Linked DNA regions of Mus musculus: all the other regions are linked to region 5. The links are chromatin contacts, called in public ChIA-PET, HiChIP or PLAC-seq and promoter capture Hi-C maps. All regions are on one chromosome and are shown on one strand. The core of a region is the stretch at or near the end of the contact, and the rest is flanking DNA. Distances in the headings are between cores, read along the strand shown.

Region 1 (2,700 bases), core at 45-2,544, 900 kb after region 5:
CTCTTGTTGCCAGTCAATGTAAAAAAACATAGTTCATACCATCAAAATGACTTTTCCTTCTCTCTGTGTACTTTAATCCCATATTCTTTTGGAATATACAATGCAAAATTAAATATGGCATTAGCTATTATTATAATTTTAACATGTTCAAACATGCTGAGTTCTTAACATTATGAATATCATAGGCAGGGAGGTTGATCAGCATTAAAAAAAATGTCTTCTAAGGCATCAAGTGAGGGATGGGGTTGCCATCCTGCAGTCAAAAACTCTGACACATAATTGTTCCTGTCTGAAAAAACTGCAGGGACAAAAGTGGAGAAGAGCCTGAGGAAAAGGACCTCCAGCAATAGGCCCACAGTGGGATCCAGCTCAAAGGGAAGTCCCAAGGCCTGACACTACTACTCGGGCTATGGAGTGCTCATAAAAAGGGGCCTATCATGATATCCCCCAAAAGACTCAACAAGCAGCTCAAAGAGTCAGATGAAGATACTTGCACCCAACCAATGGACAGAAGCTGCTGACCCCTGTGGTTAAATTACTGGAAAGCTGGAAGAAGCTGAGGAGCTGGGTAACCCTGTAGGAGGACCAGTTATCTCAATCAACCTGGACCCCGAGATCTCTCAGACACTCCACCACCAACCAAATAGCATGAGGCCTTCAACACATATACAGCAGAGGACTGCCAGCTCTCGGTTCAGACAGAGAAGATGCACCTAGCCCTCAAGAGACTTGAGGCTCCAGGGAGTAGGGAGGTCTGGTAGGGTGGGGGTAGAGAGGAGGTAAGGGATGTGGAACAGTCAGAGGGTGGACCAGGATGAGAAGTGTAAAAAAAGTGATTAAATAAAAATTTTTTTAAATGTCATCTTATAGCTAGCTTACTGAAGTTTAGACTACTTTACAGGGAACAATGTTCACAGGGATCAAAGTTCAGGTAGAGAACGGGATGACGGGAGTGACCAACCAGGTCTAATTGGCTGCTCTAACAAAGCAGAAACTGAAAGCAGTGGTAAGTTTGTCTACAAGTGTTCAGCCAGGTATTGGCTTCTGGGAAATAAGAGTCGGTTTAAAGAAAATGATTGGCTTTTTATTCTAAATAAGTGGTTTTAAGGCAAGTTTCTGTTTGTAGCATATAGTTAAAAGTACCAGCTACAAAGCAGTGACTGGAATGCATTCTCTCTATTGGAATGGACGGAGAGAAGCAGAGGAAATGAGACAGCAGACAGTGAAATGATGAACCGGGCAATAAGCAGAACTTACTCCAGGTACTTTTCCCTCATTGAAGAAAGACAAAGTCCGGGCCACATCCACAGCTTGATCAGAGTCCACAAATCTCCTTCTGCTTAATGAGAATTGACTCAACACCTAAGGAAGACAAATTAGTGAGAGGCTCATTGAGCCATTCTAACTTTGCTGAATTCAGAAAGAAGCAATAAAAACTGTAGCAACGTCTTGTGTATTACCTCATTACAGTTGGGACATGATGATTTATGGCAGAAACTGTCTGCATAGACAATGCGTATGTGGGCTTGCTAGGATTTAATGAATTGTAAGATAATTAATCTTCCAAAGTTTACATTTCAATCCAGCCATTAAAAAAAGAGATAGATCCATCAGGAAAAAAACGTTTTGTTCTCAGGATTCAGACTCCTTTGTCCTTCTCTCCCCCGCAAGCTTCAGTAAATTTCTGATTGTATGCATGCTCACTGCCATCACAAAATGCAGTCTGTGTGGAAAGCCTGAGGTTTTTCAGAACCTTGTCTCCTCACCACCAAAAACTGGCTCTAGTCACGATGTGCTTAATCAGAGTTACGTCCAGGCATTTGCAACACCTCAGAGTAATGAAGACGTTTAATAGTGGCCCATGCAAGGATCAGTTTAAACATACATGGCTACAGTACTCTCTTACATATGTATATATCTATTAGTAAAGGCCTACAGGCATCAAATTCATAATTATTTATAAATTATTTAACAAGATATAAATCCAATCTGCTAAAATTAATTTTGACATTATTGATATTAAAGGGAAAGATGATCTTTTCAATGACATGATTGTAGATGTGAATTTTCAAGAGCAGAAGTAGAGGGAGAAGCCACCGTTGGAAGATTACGGGTGAAATAGAATTGGTAAGAACTAAGCAGGATCAAGGCTATGTCCACTGGTGAGACTCATAAAACCACCCAGCAGTCATAATACTGAGGATGTGCTCAGTACTAACAAACAGATCAGAACAGTCAGGGATATGGACACTGATGTAATGGTGGTTAGTTTTGGGGATAGTATTGCAAAAATGTGTACCATATATACTATATTACATGTCATCAATCAATAGCAGGCTGTGAAGCTACAGATGTCCTGGACTAAGTTCTATGGAAATTCCCTATTGTGAAACACAATGGAAGGGAGTTCCTTAAGAGTTTTGTGTGCCACATCTTTATTCTCAATCCCATCTCTCATCCCTTCCCATATCTGTCTGCACTATGTGATTTTTATTGAATCTCTCTTGTACCTGAGGATTAAGCTTCAACATGAGCTTTTTCTTTCCTCCCTTAACGGGATTGACAATTGAAATACATGTATTTCACATGTCCACTCAACTTAACTATAGTCTGTTGTATAGAGTCCTCTCTTGATCCATTCTGAGTCAAAACTAACCACCATTCTATCCCCAAAACTAACCACCATTACATCAGTGTCCA
Region 2 (2,748 bases), core at 64-2,563, 680 kb after region 5:
CATGTAAAATGGTTTCTGACAGAAATTTTGCTATAATAATAAAAATTTGACTATGGCAAATATATCTCCATCACTTTCATGGCACTCCTAGTAGTTGAATGTTTCCTGCAATACTCTTCCAGTGTTTTCATCCATACGGGATTTGTGGCTAAAGACACAAAATTTTGATGTTAGAAATTGGCCATTTAATAAATGAGCACTGTGTTGTTACATTCTCTCTGTGAATAAATACCATTCATCCTGTTTATAAAACAGAAACATACAGAGATTTGACTGTTTTTGATTTTCTGAGCAAAAAAGTCCAGCATGTTTACTGTGACAATTTCAAAAAACAAATAAACAAAACAAGCAAATAATTGCTTTTATAAGTTACTCTCTTTCCTTCATATTTCTTCAACAGATCAAATTCAGGTTTTCCAATGTGGTGGCAAATGTCTTCACTTGCTGAGTCGTCATATTGATTTTAAATATTACAATTTTCATAAATTACATTTTTATCTATTCTAGGTGGCCTCTTATTTTGTACAGGTTATATTTTGAATATATATGAGTTCCTCTTTTATATCTCAATATTGAATAAGTGCATTGTGTGTTCATTTTGGAAAAGATGAAAGTATACAAAGGTAGAAAGGCAGATGGAATTGTAAGTACAGTTTTTCTGTTTACCAAAAGTAATTTTCCTAAACTATCTTCTTCAGACATTTTAAGAGTAACATGAAAAAAAATTAGTTTCTTTTCAGTTTGCATGCATTTACCCTGGACTTAAAGATAATTTTCTATAATGACAATTCTGAACAGATCACTACTTCACGAAATAAACGGAATTTTTAATGAGGTGATAAAGCAATTTCATTCAAATTGAAGCTTTATGATCAGAAATTGCTCATCACTGTATCATTGTAAGATGCTTTTTATGAGTAATACATTATGATAGTACACTTTTCTATTTGTCTTCCTCTGTCTCTCTGTCTCCGTGTCTCTCCATCCCCCCACCTCCCCACCCCGTGTGTCCCAAGGGCGATGAAGGAAGGAGTGGGTAGTTGCTGCTGGCAAGGAAGAAAATGAAGGTTACGTCAATTTAGGATTCAAAGAAACTAAAAGAACTTAAACTTGATGACTAAAATCTCAGACCGGAACCTGGCAATTATGAGCTGGAAGGTATTCATGCAATTTCTGAGTAACTCTATTTTTGGCTGAAAACAGTCAAAGGAATCACTCACTGTTTGAAATAAAGCCCAGGTATATTGGCACAATAACTAACAAACAACATCTCCACAGTGTTTCCAGCAGCTCTTTATTACTAAAAGAAATATAAGTGGAAAAATCTTCCTCACTCGGGGCTTCGATGATAGCCACCTACAGATATTTTCCTTTTGTAGTGAAAAGAAAAGAAACCATAATCCTTTAAATAGTTTGTTATTGTAAGATTTGTGTGAGAGCAGCATATTAAGTTATGGTTTTAAAATGAATTAACTATTTCTAACTTGTGTTCAAACTAAATCTACTTGTAAAAGCTTTTATGAAGGTCACAAGGATTCTAATTCTGCAGCTCTGCTCAATTGAGCAAAAGGCTGTTTGAATGAACCATCATATCATGGGTTCCTGCTAAGTATTGCTCAGCAGTATGGGATAATCAAAACCGTCTGGTAAAACCAGTTCCCTCATCAGCCTTGAGCGTGATTGATGGTGATGTGAAGAGCTTTGTTCTTGGAGTCTCAGGAGGCTGCCACATGTTTATTTTGAAAGGTAAGGTGACCCTTATTACATAGGAGTCTGGCATCCAGCACAGTAAGTATCTGGGACATAAAACGGGTACTTGAATCCATAAGTGAATGAATCTGTGCAAGAATGAGTGAGTTAATAAATGGGTGTGTTATAGGAAGGTACCCTTAATCCATTTCATCAGACTCTAGAATGGGTACCCTCTGTTATGAGAGTTAATGCTGAATAAGGCAATCCAGAGCGGCTTTTCACAATATGCAGCTCAACTGTCATTTCTCTGAAACATAGCTATTCTATCTGAGCAGTCTCTTTCTAGCCAAAGCAATCTTAAAAATAGCATTTCTCCAGCCAGCTACAACCAGTCAATTAAGTTGGCATAAGAAGAGCAAATGCTTGTTTTCTAAGTTTAAACATATCTGTAAAATCAAAATTCTATCCGTGAAGAAAAATAAACAAGGATGTACCTCCCGTTCCTCAGGCATCATTAGTAGTGAATGAAATTTTGTTCTATTTACTCATTGTTCACTCCTTCCTGTCAATAAAGGTCCACAGAACTCCACTAAGGTTCAGGGTTGTGATGAAACACTTACATGGCAAATGTAATGCAAGAATTTGTTAGCACTAGACATTTGCTCAGGTTCATCACAAGGGAATTGTATGAGGAGGTTAGAAGAGTACTAGCTCTGGCCTATAGGTGTTGAATACATTTCTCCATTTCTAACCCGCTGATGCTAATTTTGCTGCCTCATCACAAACTGAGTTCTGAGGATAGCCAATTGATTCTCAGTCAGCCTCACATTGAATTTTTTTTTTTTTTTTTTTTTTTTTTTTTTTTTTTTGCGGCGCGGGGGGTGGGGGGATCATTGAGGACTATGGCATATCGTAATATTGAGGTTGGAGTCACTGCTCAGAGATGTTGGCTCATGTGGCTGAGGTATGACTTGGGAATTGCACCTCAAAGCTTTCACTGGTAACTGTAGCACAAAGGCTGTGCAATAAAGTGATAGTGCTGCAGACCCACTTTGC
Region 3 (2,955 bases), core at 152-2,651, 700 kb after region 5:
ACTTGAATATAGAATTAAGTGTCCCATGGGGAAATGGAGAGACTTTGTTTAGATATTCTGCCTGGTGCTGTTGAGCTGGTCCTGGGTTTAATATGTCTGTGTAGATTTTAAAAGCTGGAGAGCTAAACTCAAAGGACACAGTGTTTAACATGAAACATCAGAGATAAATACAGGGCATGCTAGCAAGAAGACTCTCCTCAAGTTTGAAGAAAACTTTGTGCAGGAATTTGCAATGAATGAGATCTGGTCTGAGGCTAAAAAGCACAGAGACTTCTGTGCTATGATTACAGATCTTTTGAGCAGGTTGATATAGAAAAGCAAATTCATTTCCCTAAAAACTCTCTACACTCACTCCTGGAGCTTTAACGGTCCTGTAGAACAAATGCACATGTCCATATATTTAGTTTATTTCTGTTACTCTTCCTGTATCCTGTTTACACCATAGTATGTAAAGCAAATTGTATAGTGGTATATGCAGAGATGAGATTTGAGAATGACAAAAAATACAAAACAATAAAAACAAACAATAGTGAGAGGAAATTGTTTTCCAAAAGTCCAGCCTCCCCGAATAGATTAAAATGAATACCTATTTTGGGCTTGTTTTGAAAAGTGAACCTCTCCCCTTGTACTTACCTTCCCCTGCATGCAGTTTTGCCCTTGGTAACCTTTTTATGGCACAGACTCCTACAGCTGAATCTTCTTTTCCTTTATATTTCTTACCTAGTGTCTGTATATGATGAATCATTGTTTTCCTCAATTTAGGAAGGCAATGTTCTGATGACTGCTACAAGTGTTTACTTAGATTGCCATCCCTCAGTGTACTTTTGAAGGAATCCCTGTACCCATAGATGTGTACATGATCTAAAACCTGTAGCAACTTGCAAGGCTAGTGATGATGGAGAATATGGGACACAGAAGAATTTAAGGCATTCAAATTTTGCTTTTAGTTAATTTTCCTTGTTATATTCATAATAGATCAGTTCATCTTAGTGGCTAGCAATGCAAGATTCGAAGGTGAGGCTATGAACACTATACTGCATGTGTGAGATGCAAACTAAACAGACACCTCTACTATTTTTCCTGACTATTGGAAATACCACCATACAGTTGTCTACCATACATGAAGATCCTGTGTTACTGTTGGAAACACAGACATGTATACATTCATCATGACTTCCTGCCATGAATGTGGGAGACACAGTGTCATAAATTGCATTTCACAGATGTGGTTAAAAACCACACTATTATAAACATGTGGCTGAAATTAAAGTTTTTTTTCTTCAGTGCTTTCTTTATTTCTTTATCTTATCTTGGTCTTGTCTTGTATTGACTCTGTGGCCTGGTTAGGCTCAGTTCTGAATTGTGAGACCATTGTCATATGCTGGGCTAAGCTCCATGGTCCAGATTACTGTGTGTGGGGCCTAAATTCCATTTCAGTGAAGCTAAACGATCATATATCTTTGTTGACTATAGTCTTTTGGGAAAGTGAAATGTAGGGAAGAAACAGGATTTCATTCTTTATCTTTGGAGCTCCAAAGAGTCAACATCCATTTCTGGTGGTGAGGCGTGGGTGTGGAGAACGAATCCATGCTGCTACACTGAAAAGTAAAACAGAAAAGAACTGGATCTATTTTGGAGTCCTAAATAAAATTCTTTGGCTAATAGCATGCTTTTATCTTTGCTTGGCACTTTGTGTTTATTAATCAAATGGGTGGAACTAAAAATTGCGAGGAAGAATGAGTCACTCTCGAGTAATGCTTTTTTACTGTCATTTTAAAGTTGCTAGTTAAAGGCTTTCTCAAGAGTCAGATGAAAATCATCACAGACTGCATGATCGGTTTGTGAGAATTCTGTAGAAAACGCCAGTCCCTGGAGACAGAAGCAGAGTAATATTCTGGTGCTGAAGTTGGAAACGGAGAGTGACTGAAAATGGCATAAGGTTTCCTTGCAGAGACATCAAACTGTTTTACAATTAGATGGTGGTGATGGCTGTATGACAATAAAGTTACTATAACTGAATGGCATGCTTAAAATTAGCAAATGATATGGTATATTAAAAAGATGATTTGAAAAAAAAATAATGAAAACCAAAATAACTCATCAAGCAGTGAATGCCACAGACAGGCAAGCCAGATAGATTCTAACCAAAAAAAATGGAGGATAAAATGCTAGTTTCGACAATAATCTATCCAGGTAAGTAGCAATGTTTAGGTTTTTGTTTTCATGAGCAGATTCTGGACAATTTAGCATCAGCTTTCAGTGTAAAGGGACCTCTAGTCAAGAGCTGTGAGTTATAAATTTGAGTTGTTCTTGACAGTGAAAACAATGCGACAAAACGATCTGGAAATACTTTATTAATACGGTCTAAATGTAATGTATAGCAAAGGTATCTATCACCTAGTTATGAATAAGAATTTGTAGGGCTAGTGAGAGGTCCCAGTGGTAAAAACAAACAAACAAACGAACAAAACAAATAAACAAACAAAGCAAACTTGCTGTATAAGCATGAGAATAGGAGAGTTGATTTCCAGCTCCCGTGTAAGTGCTGAGAAGTTCTCGCAGCCACCTTTCATTCCAGTGCTTGGAAGGTGGAGACAGAAGATCCCTGAATTAAGAGGGTTAGCTAGACTAGCTGAATCAGCAAGCTCTGAGATCAAGGGAGAGACTATGTCTTAATATGTAAGGTGAGGAGTTATTAAAAACCATCCCTCACATCAATCTCTGTCACCCACATACACTCACACACTTGTGCTCACAATATATAAATAAATGTACACACACACACACACAGAGACACATGCCTCAAAATGTATATTCTATTTTCATATACGCAGCATATAATATTTGTTTGTCTTTAAGCAATCACATTATGGTAAGGCTTCATACATAAGCTATTCATGGTGATAAAGTTCTTGGATTGTTCAGGACTGTCAAGGCAGGTAACACTTTGCTACC
Region 4 (2,865 bases), core at 106-2,605, 660 kb before region 5:
CTGTCACAACATAGTGAAAATGCCGCTAGCTCAGATGTGAAAACCATTTCCACAATTGCCATGACTCCCCTGAAGTTTTGAAACCCAAGCAGAAACAATACACCATGTTCGTATTCCTTTGCGCTAGACGGTTGATTCTCAACCTATCGGCTGCAAACCCTTTGGGGGTTGAATGACCATTCCACAGGAGTTGCCCAAGACCATTGGAAAACACAGATATTTTACATTACCATTTATAAGAGTAGCAAATTGCAGTTACAAAGTAGCACTGAAAATTTTATGGTTGGGCTTCACCACAACATGAGGAACTGTACGAAAGGGTCGTAGCGTTAGGAAGGCTGAGAACCACTCAACTAGAGGCTTGACCTTAATCTGCCTCCACCACTACCCTTTGGGAGTCAAATCAGATACAGATCTCAGAATCTAGACCTCAGAGCACACCGGCAACTGCGCCTGAAGAATGGTGTGCTGGCCAGTTCAATTCTGCAGCCAGTCCACTAGGGGGCAGAGAAACACTATCAATCGTTCAGCATTTGCCTGCTAGCGTCGGAGAATTTAGTAATGTAAATCTTAATAGGAATGTTAAATTGTTACTGGCCCTTAAAACATTTAAAGATTCTCTGAATATTTTTATTAAGAACATGTATGTCTTTGCAGTCCAGGAGACTGGTTCCAGGATGGACTCGAACTCCCATCGTGTCTGAACTGTGAAATATGGCAGTCATTAAGTTCGCCACTGTGTTAAGTGGAGGTTTAGTAGCCGTTGATGGCATTGTGACTGTGAGGACTATTATTATTTAACTTTAATAACATATTATGAATGTGCTGGTAAAATACTTTCTTTTATAGAGATTTGATTCTACTGTGGGATAATTTGTAGCAAATCAGTTCATGGAATTACATCTACCAGGATATAACCTATCAAAAAGTGAGTATGCACAGAAACTTTACAGTGAACTCCAAACTGGAAAAAAAATAGCATAATTTTGGTATTGAACCAAACTCAACCCAAGAGTCAGTTCTAATATTCCTTATCATGCATACTACAGTAGAGTGGAACTAACAAGAGCGTTATATTACCGGCCTTTGATAATGTAAGATATACATAGATATATCTCTCTCTTATGATTTAAATTTAACAACTGTGGAGATGAACATTATATAAGTCATCTTTAAGGTTGGTCCTGCGACACACACACACACACACACACACACACACACACCATGATTATGACTAATGAGAGTGAAAAATCTCTATCCAAAAACCACTTCAACTTTCCCTAACCTGTATCCACACGCACACATAGAAGTATAAACAAACAAAAAGCTGTTTGGCAAGTGTTTTGGCTTGGATCTGAGTGACGCTGTCAATTCCAGTAAATAAGAAATCCGTGACTCAGAAAGGTTGAAGCATTGTATCAGAAAACCTAGACTTTGGGAGACTGGAGAGAGGCCAATTACCCAAGTCTGATCACGTGCTACGTGGAGGTGAAAGTGGTCTCTGCCAGGTCATTGTCTTGAAGCTCTGGGAAAAATGTATTTTATGTCCTGTATCTCAACTAAGGAAGAGTTGTAAACATTGTAGTCTATGAGTGGACAGAATAGCAGTTACAGCAGTTCCTGGCATGTATTAGCCTGCTAAATATTACTCATAATTATCATATCATTTTAAAGGTAAGCCAATCCAAAGATTCTTTTGTTTTACACTAGATGTGATTTTTCTTTCTAAAGCATTAAAGCACAGTATTTCTAAAAAGAAAGAAAGAAAGAAAGAAAGAAAGAAAGAAAGAAAGAAAGAAAGAAAGAAAGGAAAGAAGGGAGGGAGGGAGGGAGGGAGGGAGGGAGGAAGGAAGGAAGGAAGGAAGGAAGGAAGGAAGGAAGGAAGGAAGGAAGGAAGGAAGGAAGGGGAAAAAAAGAAAAACAATGGACTGAACGTACTGGACTCTATGGGTGTTAAGAGACTTGGGGAATTTGGCTCAATTTCAAAGCTGTCCCAAGACAATCATCATAACCGGGCCACCATCACTCTTCTGCCTTGCTTGTGCCTCCGGATATACCCTCTCCCCCCACCTCCTTTTTATGTAAACAACAGGTGCAAAGACTGGAGGGAGGAGAGAATATTCTTTTTTTCTTTCTTTCTTTTTTTCTGTCTAGCCACCAACACTGGGGTCAGAGTAAGGAGAATCACAACATGCAACAAAGGAAAGACACTTGAAGCCATTGAGAAGCTTCTTCTGGGAAGCTCAGAGCTCATTCAAGATTTGACCGCTTTTGCCAGATTACAAGAAGTTCCACTGGACGCGGAATAATAACTGGTTACTTTTAATTTGTGAGAAGATTGAAGGTCAAAGAAAGTGAAGGATCTAAGCACAGGAGTAACAGAGCAAATAAACCCAGATGGAAATTCTCGTCTTCATGTCAGCTCTGCAACAAACGGTTAATGCCTTGATGTGTTGCCATGGAAACAAGACCCCTATGTCAGGTTGACATTGATTCTAGCAATGGAGAAAGTGCCTTGCATTCTCTTCAACCTTGATTGTATTTCATTCAGAAAAAAAAAAATCTTCATTTTAAGAGATCAGCCCCATATCCTACGAGGACCAAAATACCAATACGGGCAATATGGTAATGTGAAATTCCATTACTGAAAATTTGCAAATTCATTTGTATCACATCTTATTTAATATGGCTTAAAAATGAAAAATTAAAGCCAGGCATGATGGGGCACCCCCTTAACCCCAGCACTCAGGAGACAGAGGAAAGTGGATCTCTTGAGATCATAGTAACAAGAGCTACACAGCAACACCCTGAATCAAAACAAAGAACAAAAGTAAGAATTAAAATATATATAACAAAAAGCAGGAA
Region 5 (3,055 bases), core at 539-3,038:
ATTTCCTACACCAGCTTTCAAAAGCTCTCAACAAGAAAAAAAAAAAAAAATTTCTATTTACTTCAAATTTGAACTGACCAGGAAGGGGAAAAAAAGGGATGGGTGCTAAATGAAACATACAAGTACAAAAAGCAGATTCTCCCCCTTCCAATCCCTCTTTTAATTCCCCCAATCCGGCTCTGCCACACACAAGGACAGGGAGTCTCCCTAGGGAAAGCTGGTGGCAGGGCAAGTGAAGGCTCTCCATTCACTCAAATGGGCCACTATCCAAAGGGATGCCCTATGCGCGCTTTGTACAAACCAGGTCCTTACAAGTACTTATTATTATAAAATACACCTACGCTGAGGATCAAGAACCTTATTTTAAAGTAAGACTGTCCTCAGGTGGGGGAGGTGAAGCACAACAAAGCCTTCCATGTTGAAAGGCAGACAGTCCAGACATGCATATACCTCCACTCGTATGAAAAAAAAAATCCATATAACTAATTTATCAGGAACAGCAATCGATACCGACAGGAGTCATTAGATTATTAATAAACCCAGAAAAGTAGCATGCATAGCAGCCAAAGGTGGCTGTCTGCAGCGCTCTAACCCCTAGGAAGGGTAAAAAAAACAGCCTACCGAGGAGGTTCGCGTCCTTACCAAGGTCCTGCAGACCCTTTTACCCACGCAGACCAGCCCCAGCTTCCCCTTGCGGGTCCGATCACCGCAACAGCAAAAGCATTCCCAATGCTAGAGTCCCGCAGTAAACTGGTGACTGAAATGTGCAGAGACCAACCTGGGCAAAGACCGAGGCGCAGACCCAGGGGTCGCTAACTAGCTAAGACACAAAATTCTCCTGCAAGATGAAATAGAGAAGAAGCCCCCGCCACCTCCGCCCCCCCCACCCCCGCAATAGGAATGCCACCCTCCTTTCTTACTGACCCTTTCCGAGGACAGAGCAGATTTTCCCCCTTTTAAACTAAGTACATAAACATGAATCGGAAGCACCCGTGAACATCCTGGGGGGCCAGACTCAAGACCTGAAGAGAGCGTCCAGGCGGCTCTTCAACTCCCCGGGAGTCACCGTCCTGTCTGACAGGCATCTATCACACCATCCTCTCCGGGGGGCCGACGACAAACCTTCACCTTGCACGGGCAGTACCTCCCGGGGGCCCAAGCCAGGGATTAAATGGGTGACCCTCCCGGGTCGCAGGAAGAGGGAGTGCCGGGGCACCGCTGCCCTCAAGGTCACCACATGCCGGGGTAGGGGCGACCGGTGTTCAGATGGGCTGTGGCGGCAGCAGGGGCAGCCCCGCGAAGTCCGAGAGCCCTCGGGTGTAGACGAGAAGCCACCGGGACGGCGACTCCGAGCTGGACCCGGCGCCGAGGCGCGCGGAGAGGAAGCCTCCTCACCTTTACGGTCTCCTAGCAGGAGCGAACCCCGGCGGCGCCGCCAACTTCGCGGGGACCCGCCGCGCTCCACCCCGCGCCCAGCTGTCAGGACCCCCGCCGCGCCCTGCGCGCCCCACCCGGCCTCCCCCGCAGGTGGCCGCCCCCGCCGCGGGCAGCCACCGGCCGCCACTCACCTCGCCCGCAGCGGGAACCATTTTTTCCGAGGGGAAGAATCAAGGAAAGCTAGGCGGGTGGGTCCGGGGGATGGCGGCGAGGGGTCGCGGGACGTGCCCGCAGCCGGCTCGCTGGGTTCGGGGCGCCACGCGGAGGTGCGGCTGCACCTCGGGAAGGAGGCGGCGGCGGCGGAGCCCAGAGACTCGGCGTCCACCAGCCGGGGCTCCCTACTCACGCTGCACCGCGAGGAGGCGGCGGCGGAGGAGGAGGAGGCGGCGCCCGGCCGGCCCCCGCCCAGAGCCCGGCGGCCGCCGAGTGGCCGCTCGCGTCCCCGCAGGACCCGCCTCCTCCGCTCCGCAAAGCCGCGCTCAGGGCGCGCCGCGCTCGGCACAGCAGCTCAACCGGCCCCGCGCCGGCGTCCGCAGCAGCAGCAACAGCAGCAGCAACGGGCGGGGTGCAACCCGGGGCGGGGTCCGGGGACACCGGTCCGCAGACGCGGAGCTCAAGGGGCAACGGCCAGCTCCGGGGCAGGGGCCCGGTGTGCACCGGGTGACCCGCGAGACCGCCCGAGCAGGCAAGGGGGGAGGAGGGCGCTCACCCGTTCCGGTCCGACGCTCCCTTCTTCTCCACACCTCCACGCCTCCCGCTCCACGCTGGCAGCGCAGCTGCTCCCGCTGCCTCTGCCACCGCTGCGGATGCTCGCGCGGCCGCCGCTGCCGCCTTGGCTGGGCGCGGTCACGTGACGCGGCCCGCGGGGAGCCTGAGGGCGGGCGGGCGGGCGCGCGCGCGCGCACGAGCGGAGGTAGCGCCGCTCGGACCGGGACTGGCGCTTCCCGGAGAGGGCGTTTAAGGGGAGGATCCGGCGAGCGCGGCCCCGCCTGGCGAGCGCGCGCCCGGGGTGGGGTGAGGCGGCGGGGATCAGAACTTGCAGCGCGCGGTGTGGAAAGGGTGGCCTGTAGTGCGGGGCGGGCGACTCGCGCCTCCGCGCGCCCCTCCCTCTCTTCCTTCCCTGCGCGCCGGGCTCCCGGCTGCCCCCGCCCCCTCCTGCGCTGTCGCCCCCTCCCTTCCCCTCCTGCGGCGGCTTCCGATTGGCCGTCGGGGCTCTGACGTCTGTGTTTCCATGACGTGTCGGGGCCGGGGAGGGCCGCGGGAGGGGGCGGCGGGGGAGGAGGGGGCGGTGACTCCGTCCGTCACCGCCGGTGCCTGGGCGCGCGGCCCGGCGGCTCCTGCAACGTGAGGAAGCCGGAGAGCGACGAGTGCCGCCGCAGTGGGACGCCCTTCACTTGGGGTCCCGCTCGAGTCGCCCCCGGGTGGAGGCGATGCCGGGTCACGGGACGGGAGAGCGGCTCGGCGCCCACTCCCTAGCGGACCTGTCTCCTGTCCCGGACGGTGACGCACTCGCCCGACAGCCAAAGTGCCTTCCCTTTTGGGAAGAGAGCCCACTCGCCCTGTAGGCGCGCTGGCCCGGCCACCGACACCGGGGATCCCCGCTGCAGCGCCCAAACCG
Region 6 (3,033 bases), core at 78-2,577, 580 kb after region 5:
AATTGAAATTATCATTTATTCTATTCCTGTTCCTTCTCTCATATGTCCTTTATTCAGCTGAGATCCAACCTAAATACCTAGCTAGTGAACTTGTCTGTTACTAGACTGGCAGATATCAGAACAGAGGAGAAGTGTTGATTGGTAGGTGAGAGATATAAGTTTAAAAACAAAACAAAACAAAACAAAACACAAAACCAGGAGCTGATTTCACAGTGTAGAAGTAGAATTACCTTTTTATTTCACTCTCTTGAGGGAAAGAAAATATTTCCTCACTATTTTGGTTCAGTTAAATCCTAAAACTGCAGTGTGATGGCTGAAATTCTTTATTAATTTACTTCTGCTCTGTACTTAGAAATAAAGAACTAAGCCTTTAATTAGCTTAACAACAAGGTTCATGTATTTTTTATTCTCTACTTGAACATATGTCATTAAGATATATAGATGTAGATATAGATATGCATTATAGGTATAGGTGTAGACATAGATGTAGATTACAAGTATAGGTATATTGTGTTAGTTATGTGAGGTGCTTGCCATGGAGCATGTGCAGGCGTGTGAGGACGGTTCTGCCATGCTTCCTCCATTCCTGTGGGTTCCAGGGTCAAACTCAGCAGGTCAGGCTTTGAATCCCAGGGGCAAGTTTCTTTATCTGTTAAGCGTTATCATCATCTCTAATTTAGTATTGCTCTTTCCTGTAGAAGGATTTAGATGGATATTGATGTATAACAACGCTGCTTACCGATATAATAATTCAAGTGTCAGAAAACCCTTTGTTGTTAATATATAAATTATTATCTAATTATATTTTCCTACTATAAGAAAATAATTCTCTGAGTGACTTGGACAATGTAAAGTTGGGGGAAAATTTCTATCCTTAACTTTGGGAATAGATGTCGGTAATTCCAGTGAGGCTTCCAAATCCAGATGACCCAGTTCATTTTATTTCAGGGCAATGAGCAGATGGTGAATGTTCTCAGTCTATCTGGCATTAACGTGCACTCTGTCACCATAAGACTTAACAGTGGCAGATGGCAGTTATGTTAGCAAACATTCAGTTGTCCCTGCTCCATTCTGCCCTTAGGACCGAGGAAGGCCCAGCCATGGCTCAAAGCTGAGTCTCCACTAATCCTGAGGAGAGAATGTCAAGCCACCGGAAGCCCTCACTTATGTGAGCTTTCCGGGCAGCAGGTACAGCTGGGCCCTCTTCAAAGGCTTGTGGATGCCCTGGCCTCCGTGTGAAATCCTTTCAACTATCCAGTGACATCCCAGGACCTGGCTGAACAAATCTATGGGATGGGTGGGGTTTCTCACCCTCTGTGGAAAGTTGCCCGGATATTTAAGGACAGCCTTTCTTGGCCTCTGTGGACTTTGCTGAATAGTAATGCAATGAGCCATCTTTAGCAGAGTGTTTTTCAATAACATGAGTCACTAGATGGTTTTGGTTACTGAATGAAAACATTAAGAAAATCCTGTGATTTTCACACCCACCCCCAACCCAAGGACACTCTCTACTTTCTGGAATCTAGGTGGGAATATGTCACATGGGATTCTGCAAAGTTGTTGGTGACATCCTAATTGCAGCATACCTGGTATAAGATGACAATAGCTCTTATTATTTTTTTAAAGTAACTGAATTACTACATCAGTAAATTAAGACTATGAAGATACTGTCTTGAGAAATGTTCAAAGTCTGACAGAATCTATAATGTCCATTTGTTTTAGGATCTTGCAAAGTACATTCTATAGTAACACATTTAGGAAATGCATTCAAAGAATGTCTGAGAGACTATCAAACCATTTATCTCTGCTTTATGGGCAGATACTTTTCACGTATAAGATTTTACATTTCTAATCGTTTGAACAACCTCTTTTGACTCTGCTAGCTCTTAATCCTAAGCAGATCAGATGGGCAAAGCCTAACCAAGACAAAAGCAACTGATAGCTTAAATTGCACACATTCAGCAATGCAGACTTGTTACCAACAGACCTCTGAGCTATGCCAGAAAAGACATTAGATCATTCACATCTGAGTTGGGAAATGGAGCTAAAGGGCAATGCTGCAGGCTTATTATTCATTGCAGCTTGAAACATATGTAAGGATAAAGCCTTTCGATCCTGGTCACAGCCTGACTCACCAGCTTACCCATGACTCGTAGCCATAAGCTGCAATCTGTTTCTGGACTCAGGTCCTGCATGACTGGAGTGAAGTGCAAACCTTTTAACAGCTCACACGGCTCTCTCGACACTGGTCATGTTGCTCTGGGTACTTTAACAGTCTATGTGTGCTAGCTTTTAGGAAGTGGAAAGTGGCTGCCTTAAATGTGTTGGCAAAGTATCAAGATGGCTTAGGAGGGAGCAATGTCAGTCTTTGAGCAAAACATTGGGGGTACGTTAGACACACATGTTAGGACAGGTAGTCCTTTTCTAAAGATTTAGATAGCTAAATGTATTGACTAAAACAAGGTGCATTTAGAGGCGTGTTAGAACAAACTTATCTAACCTAATTGGCTCAGGTTGTTTTTTTTTTTTAAATTTCAATGGCACATTCATAAACACATCACAGTCTCATATAGATGTGTATGCATACATATGCACATGTATTTATTTGATTTGTTATTATCTAATATATTTCTTTAAGCCATATTTTCATCTCTAACATGAAACCTGTTGTATTTTATGTGAAATGCAACTTTGATTTCTTAAGTATGAGTACAGAATAACATTCTTTAGTGTGATTTTTTTGTGTAGGAGTATAAATCAAATGGATTCAGATTTCTATAGAACTACATTTTGATTTCCCTTTTTTATATTTTCAGAATTATTTATACGGCTGTCTGAATACTCTGATTTTATTTGCTTTAGGGCCTACCTAAATTTATTTGTGTTAATCTCACAAGAATAATGACAAATGCATCTTTCTTTGGCTTTGAAAGTGGATTGGGAGCTTTTTAAATATTTAAAAGGTAAAGCCACTGGGTTTTAGAGAAGTTATGGACTCTAACATGATAAAGCTCAGAGAACTTGGAATTTCAA
Region 7 (2,986 bases), core at 226-2,725, 680 kb before region 5:
TCTCTGCCTCCCCCCGGAGTTTGAAATATAAGCTCTTAGCTATTGCTTCTACACTGTGCCTGCCTGGCACTGTGCTTCCTGCCATGCTAAGCATGGATTAAATCCCTAACCCTGTAACCAAGCCCCTGCCCCTTATTAAATGCCATTTTTAAAACTTGCCTTGGTTACAGTCTCTCTTCACAGAAATAGAACAATAAGACAAATCTCATTGCCTTATTTTAGATACACGAAAAATCTTGTTTGGGGGAAGTTGAGTCAGCTATATGGCAAGTGCGGCCAGGGCAAGCACTTGAGCTTTAAAATGTAATCTGGGACCCTCTCCGGTTTGCACTGTCACCCTAGGCGTGTGAGAGATTTAAAAGAGAGAAGAGCATAGGTTTAGGTGAAAAGAAACTTGATTTAATCTAAAGACCCGGTGACAACAGCAGGTTAGATAATGTTCTTGATTCTCAGTTTTCCCATTTGTAAAATAACACTCAGAGATACTCTGCACTATTTATTTGATGACATTACTTGTCTCTCAAGAATAATGGGAATATGGCATTAAAATACAGGCCCTGACATGCACATACTTAGATTCACCATGCCTGGGTATCACTGCTAATTTCAGGGCTACCCTCAGCTCTTCCTCACAGACAAATTGGATATATATTTTTAACTTGCCAAAAATCACTGAGTCTTGGCTCAATTAAACTAGTACATCCAATGTGAGGAGGGATTCCAAGGAAAGCGCGGCATTCCCTTCTCTCCTGTGAATACAACAGATTTGTAAGCCTTCCTTTGCTTTCTTGAGTCCCAAACAGAAACCGGCACAAAGGTCAGTTCTGTCTATTAGAGACATAAGAAAAGGCAATTAACTTTAGGGACCCTTGCTGAGGAATCGCAATCATGTTCAAATGTTCATTTGGATCTACCCAGCCAAGACTCACAAGAACAGAGTGCCTCCAAATTGAACACAGAGCCCCCCAAAATGCTAGGCAAACCCATCTGTTATTAGACGCGTTCTCACGCCCGGCCAGGAAAGATGCAACAGACCAGAATCTTCTGCGGCAAAACTTTATTGCTTACATCTTTGGGAGCCAGGAGAGCAAGCGCCCAGCGCCCAGCCCCAAAAACGAAAGCCCCTCCAAATAATTTTTAGGAGCCAGAGCTCCGGCGCGCCAAAGCGCAGAGCGTGCTCTATTGTTTACATCTTTAGGCAGCGAGCGAGCGCAGGGCGCGCAGAGCCAGAGAGATGCCAGCGAGAGAGAATGGCGGAAAACCCCGTCCCCTTTAAGGAGGAGTGACCCTTCACTTAGGACGCATCACTCCCTGATTGGCTGCAGCCCATGGCCGAGCTGACGTTCACGGGAAAAGCAGAGTACAAGTAGTCGTAAATACCCTTGGCACATGCGCAGATTATTTGTTTACCACTTAGAACACAGGATGTCAACGCCATCTTGTGACGGCGAATGTGGGGGCGGCTCCCAACACCCATCTGTGCTCCTTTAAAACTACAATGGTGCTTATAATCTCTCAAAGGAGCTGTCATGGCTCTGCTCAATACCACTGTCTTTAGTAAGCGATAGTCATGTTTAGAAAGAGAAGGGCCAGTTAATGTGTTTTCTTGTGAGCCTCTGTTTACTGGTATATCTTTGACATTCGTAAAAAGGAATTTGAGAGGAAAATACTCTTTACCTTATGGGATACTGGTCTTCTAAAGTTCTATTCTTTGATGGCTTCGTGTGTGTGTGTGTGTGTGTGTGTGTGTGTGTGTGTGTGTGTGTGTGTAAAATGTATTCCAGGAAATGTTTGTTCTTCATTTTGTGAGTAAAGAATCCTCCCACATGTTTGTTGTGACCTAATATTAATACATCATCTTAACCTATCTGATATCTCTGCTAAGTTTTAACATGCCTATAATTTATGAAAGGGTGAATTAAATTTTAAAAATCTGTTGATTTGCCTGCCTATCCCTGGAGTTCCATTAAGTTGCAAGGCATCCGTATGGTCATTGTATTAGGGTTTCTATTTCTGTGAAGAGACACTATGACCACAGCAACTCTTATAAAGGAAAACATGTCATTGGGGCTGGCTTACTTTTCAGAAGTTTAGTCCATTGTCATCATGGCAGGAAGCATGGCAGCATGCAGGCAGACACAGTGCTGAGGAAGTGGGTGAGAGTTCTACATCTGTATTCAAAGTCAGCGTGAACAGAGAGTGACATAGGGCCTGGCTTGAGCACCTAAAGCTAGTGACATACTGTATTGGCTGGTTTTGTGTGTCAACCTGAGAAAGCTGGAGTTATCACAGCGAAAGGAGCCTCCCTTGAGGAAATGCCTCCATGAGATCCAGCTGTAAGGCATTTTCTCAATTAGTAATCAAGCGTGGGAGGGTCCACAGTGGGTGGTGCCATCCCTGGGCTGATGGTCCTGGATTCTATAAGAAAGCAAGCTGAGCAAGCCAGTAAGAAACATCCCTCCATGGCCTCTGATTCTGCCTCCAAGTTCCTGCCCTGTGTGAGTTCCTGTCCTGACTTTCTTTGGTGATGAACAGCAGTGTGGAAGTATAAACTGAATAAACCCTTTCCTCCAGTAGTGGCTATTCCTGGTTGTCAACTTAACTATATTTGGAATGAACTACAATCCAGAATTGGAAGGCTCACCAGTGACCCTTATCTGGAGGCTGGGAGATAGAAGTTTCTGATCTGGATCTTGGTATGGAGACCTTGAGGCATAGTGGCTACAGATCCCAGAAGATTAAATCTCCGAGTTCAAGGTCATCTGGGATTAAAGGTGTGGTGGAACACACCTTTAATCTGGGCTACACATTCTGCTGGAGACAATATAAGGACATTGGAAGAAGGGAGTCTTGCTCTTGCTCCCTTGCCTGCTTGCCTGTGGGACTGAGTAACTGCTAGATCGTTGGACTTCCATTCACAGCTACTACTGAACCATTGCTGGGAATTGTACTGCAGACTGTAAGTCATCAATAAATTCCTTTACTA

What was found. Promoter capture Hi-C pulls out the DNA fragments that hold promoters and counts their contacts. ChIA-PET counts read pairs in DNA pulled down with a chosen protein or histone mark. HiChIP or PLAC-seq counts read pairs in DNA pulled down with a chosen protein or histone mark.
Region 1: an H3K4me3 HiChIP or PLAC-seq map of intestinal villus epithelium shows a contact between it and region 5, with 5 read pairs. The contact joins the enhancer-like site here to the promoter of Atp2b1 in region 5. A contact is called at or near these places in 5 of 39 promoter capture datasets (the 3T3-L1 cell line, frontonasal cranial neural crest, hippocampal neurons and 1 more), 2 of 484 Hi-C or Micro-C datasets (adipose-derived mesenchymal stem cells and uterus) and 4 of 115 datasets of contacts at active chromatin or transcription factors (the NIH/3T3 cell line, forebrain, intestinal villus epithelium and 1 more).
Region 2: a contact with region 5 is called in an H3K4me3 HiChIP or PLAC-seq map of neural tube, with 6 times the contacts expected there. The contact joins the enhancer-like site here to the promoter of Atp2b1 in region 5. A contact is called at or near these places in 4 of 39 promoter capture datasets (the 3T3-L1 cell line, 3T3-L1-derived adipocytes, hippocampal neurons and 1 more), 3 of 484 Hi-C or Micro-C datasets (cortical neurons and embryonic fibroblasts) and 2 of 115 datasets of contacts at active chromatin or transcription factors (the NIH/3T3 cell line and neural tube).
Region 3: a contact with region 5 is called in a FOXA1 HiChIP or PLAC-seq map of pancreatic cancer cells. The contact joins the enhancer-like site here to the promoter of Atp2b1 in region 5. A contact is called at or near these places in 6 of 484 Hi-C or Micro-C datasets (cerebral cortex, cortical neurons, forebrain and 2 more) and 6 of 115 datasets of contacts at active chromatin or transcription factors (the NIH/3T3 cell line, embryonic forebrain, neural progenitor cells and 3 more).
Region 4: a contact with region 5 is called in a promoter capture Hi-C map of liver, with 2.4 times the contacts expected there. The contact joins the enhancer-like site here to the promoter of Atp2b1 in region 5. A contact is called at or near these places in 5 of 39 promoter capture datasets (the C10 cell line, hippocampal neurons, liver and 2 more) and 3 of 115 datasets of contacts at active chromatin or transcription factors (the NIH/3T3 cell line, large pre-B cells and thymic regulatory T cells).
Region 6: a contact with region 5 is called in an H3K27ac HiChIP or PLAC-seq map of the NIH/3T3 cell line, with 4 times the contacts expected there. The contact joins the enhancer-like site here to the promoter of Atp2b1 in region 5. A contact is called at or near these places in 2 of 39 promoter capture datasets (the 3T3-L1 cell line and hippocampal neurons), 1 of 15 datasets of contacts at CTCF or cohesin (the NIH/3T3 cell line), 7 of 484 Hi-C or Micro-C datasets (the C2C12 cell line, adipose-derived mesenchymal stem cells, cerebellar granule neurons and 2 more) and 5 of 115 datasets of contacts at active chromatin or transcription factors (the NIH/3T3 cell line, bone marrow-derived macrophages, neural progenitor cells and 2 more).
Region 7: an RNA polymerase II ChIA-PET map of memory CD8 T cells shows a contact between it and region 5, with 10 read pairs. The contact joins the enhancer-like site here to the promoter of Atp2b1 in region 5. A contact is called at or near these places in 4 of 39 promoter capture datasets (the C10 cell line, liver, neutrophils and 1 more), 2 of 484 Hi-C or Micro-C datasets (CD8 T cells and cortical neurons) and 6 of 115 datasets of contacts at active chromatin or transcription factors (acute myeloid leukemia, bone marrow-derived macrophages, embryonic stem cells and 3 more).

What each region holds. Positions count from the first base shown.
Region 1 is chr10:98,013,960-98,016,659 of GRCm38.p6, reverse strand. No RefSeq gene overlaps it. Among named protein-coding and RNA genes, the nearest start is that of Gm10754, 48 kb to the right of the region's middle. Within about 2 kb of position 1,294, at least 14 of the 459 cell types and tissues checked have an H3K27ac peak or open chromatin away from gene starts, as enhancers often do. A contact at or near this core is called in intestinal villus epithelium, where this site is marked.
Region 2 is chr10:98,230,951-98,233,698 of GRCm38.p6, reverse strand. No RefSeq gene overlaps it. Among named protein-coding and RNA genes, the nearest start is that of Gm8633, 120 kb to the left of the region's middle. Within about 2 kb of position 1,313, at least 6 of the 459 cell types and tissues checked have an H3K27ac peak or open chromatin away from gene starts, as enhancers often do. A contact at or near this core is called in neural tube and second pharyngeal arch cranial neural crest, where this site is marked.
Region 3 is chr10:98,211,832-98,214,786 of GRCm38.p6, reverse strand. No RefSeq gene overlaps it. Among named protein-coding and RNA genes, the nearest start is that of Gm8633, 140 kb to the left of the region's middle. Within about 2 kb of position 1,401, at least 16 of the 459 cell types and tissues checked have an H3K27ac peak or open chromatin away from gene starts, as enhancers often do. A contact at or near this core is called in the NIH/3T3 cell line, pancreatic cancer cells and uterus, where this site is marked.
Region 4 is chr10:99,575,086-99,577,950 of GRCm38.p6, reverse strand. No RefSeq gene overlaps it. Among named protein-coding and RNA genes, the nearest start is that of Gm20110, 33 kb to the left of the region's middle. Within about 2 kb of position 1,355, at least 21 of the 459 cell types and tissues checked have an H3K27ac peak or open chromatin away from gene starts, as enhancers often do. A contact at or near this core is called in liver, where this site is marked.
Region 5 is chr10:98,913,885-98,916,939 of GRCm38.p6, reverse strand. It overlaps Atp2b1 (ATPase, Ca++ transporting, plasma membrane 1), which reads right to left and starts at 1,788. Exons shown (of 21, transcript NM_026482.2): 1 at 1,569-1,788.
Region 6 is chr10:98,331,930-98,334,962 of GRCm38.p6, reverse strand. All of the region lies in intron 4 of Gm8633 (predicted gene 8633), which reads left to right. Among named protein-coding and RNA genes, the nearest start is that of Gm8633, 18 kb to the left of the region's middle. Within about 2 kb of position 1,327, at least 82 of the 459 cell types and tissues checked have an H3K27ac peak or open chromatin away from gene starts, as enhancers often do. A contact at or near this core is called in the C2C12 cell line, the NIH/3T3 cell line, adipose-derived mesenchymal stem cells and 6 more, where this site is marked.
Region 7 is chr10:99,598,045-99,601,030 of GRCm38.p6, reverse strand. No RefSeq gene overlaps it. Among named protein-coding and RNA genes, the nearest start is that of Gm20110, 9.6 kb to the left of the region's middle. Within about 2 kb of position 1,475, at least 65 of the 459 cell types and tissues checked have an H3K27ac peak or open chromatin away from gene starts, as enhancers often do. A contact at or near this core is called in CD8 T cells, bone marrow-derived macrophages, cortical neurons and 1 more, where this site is marked.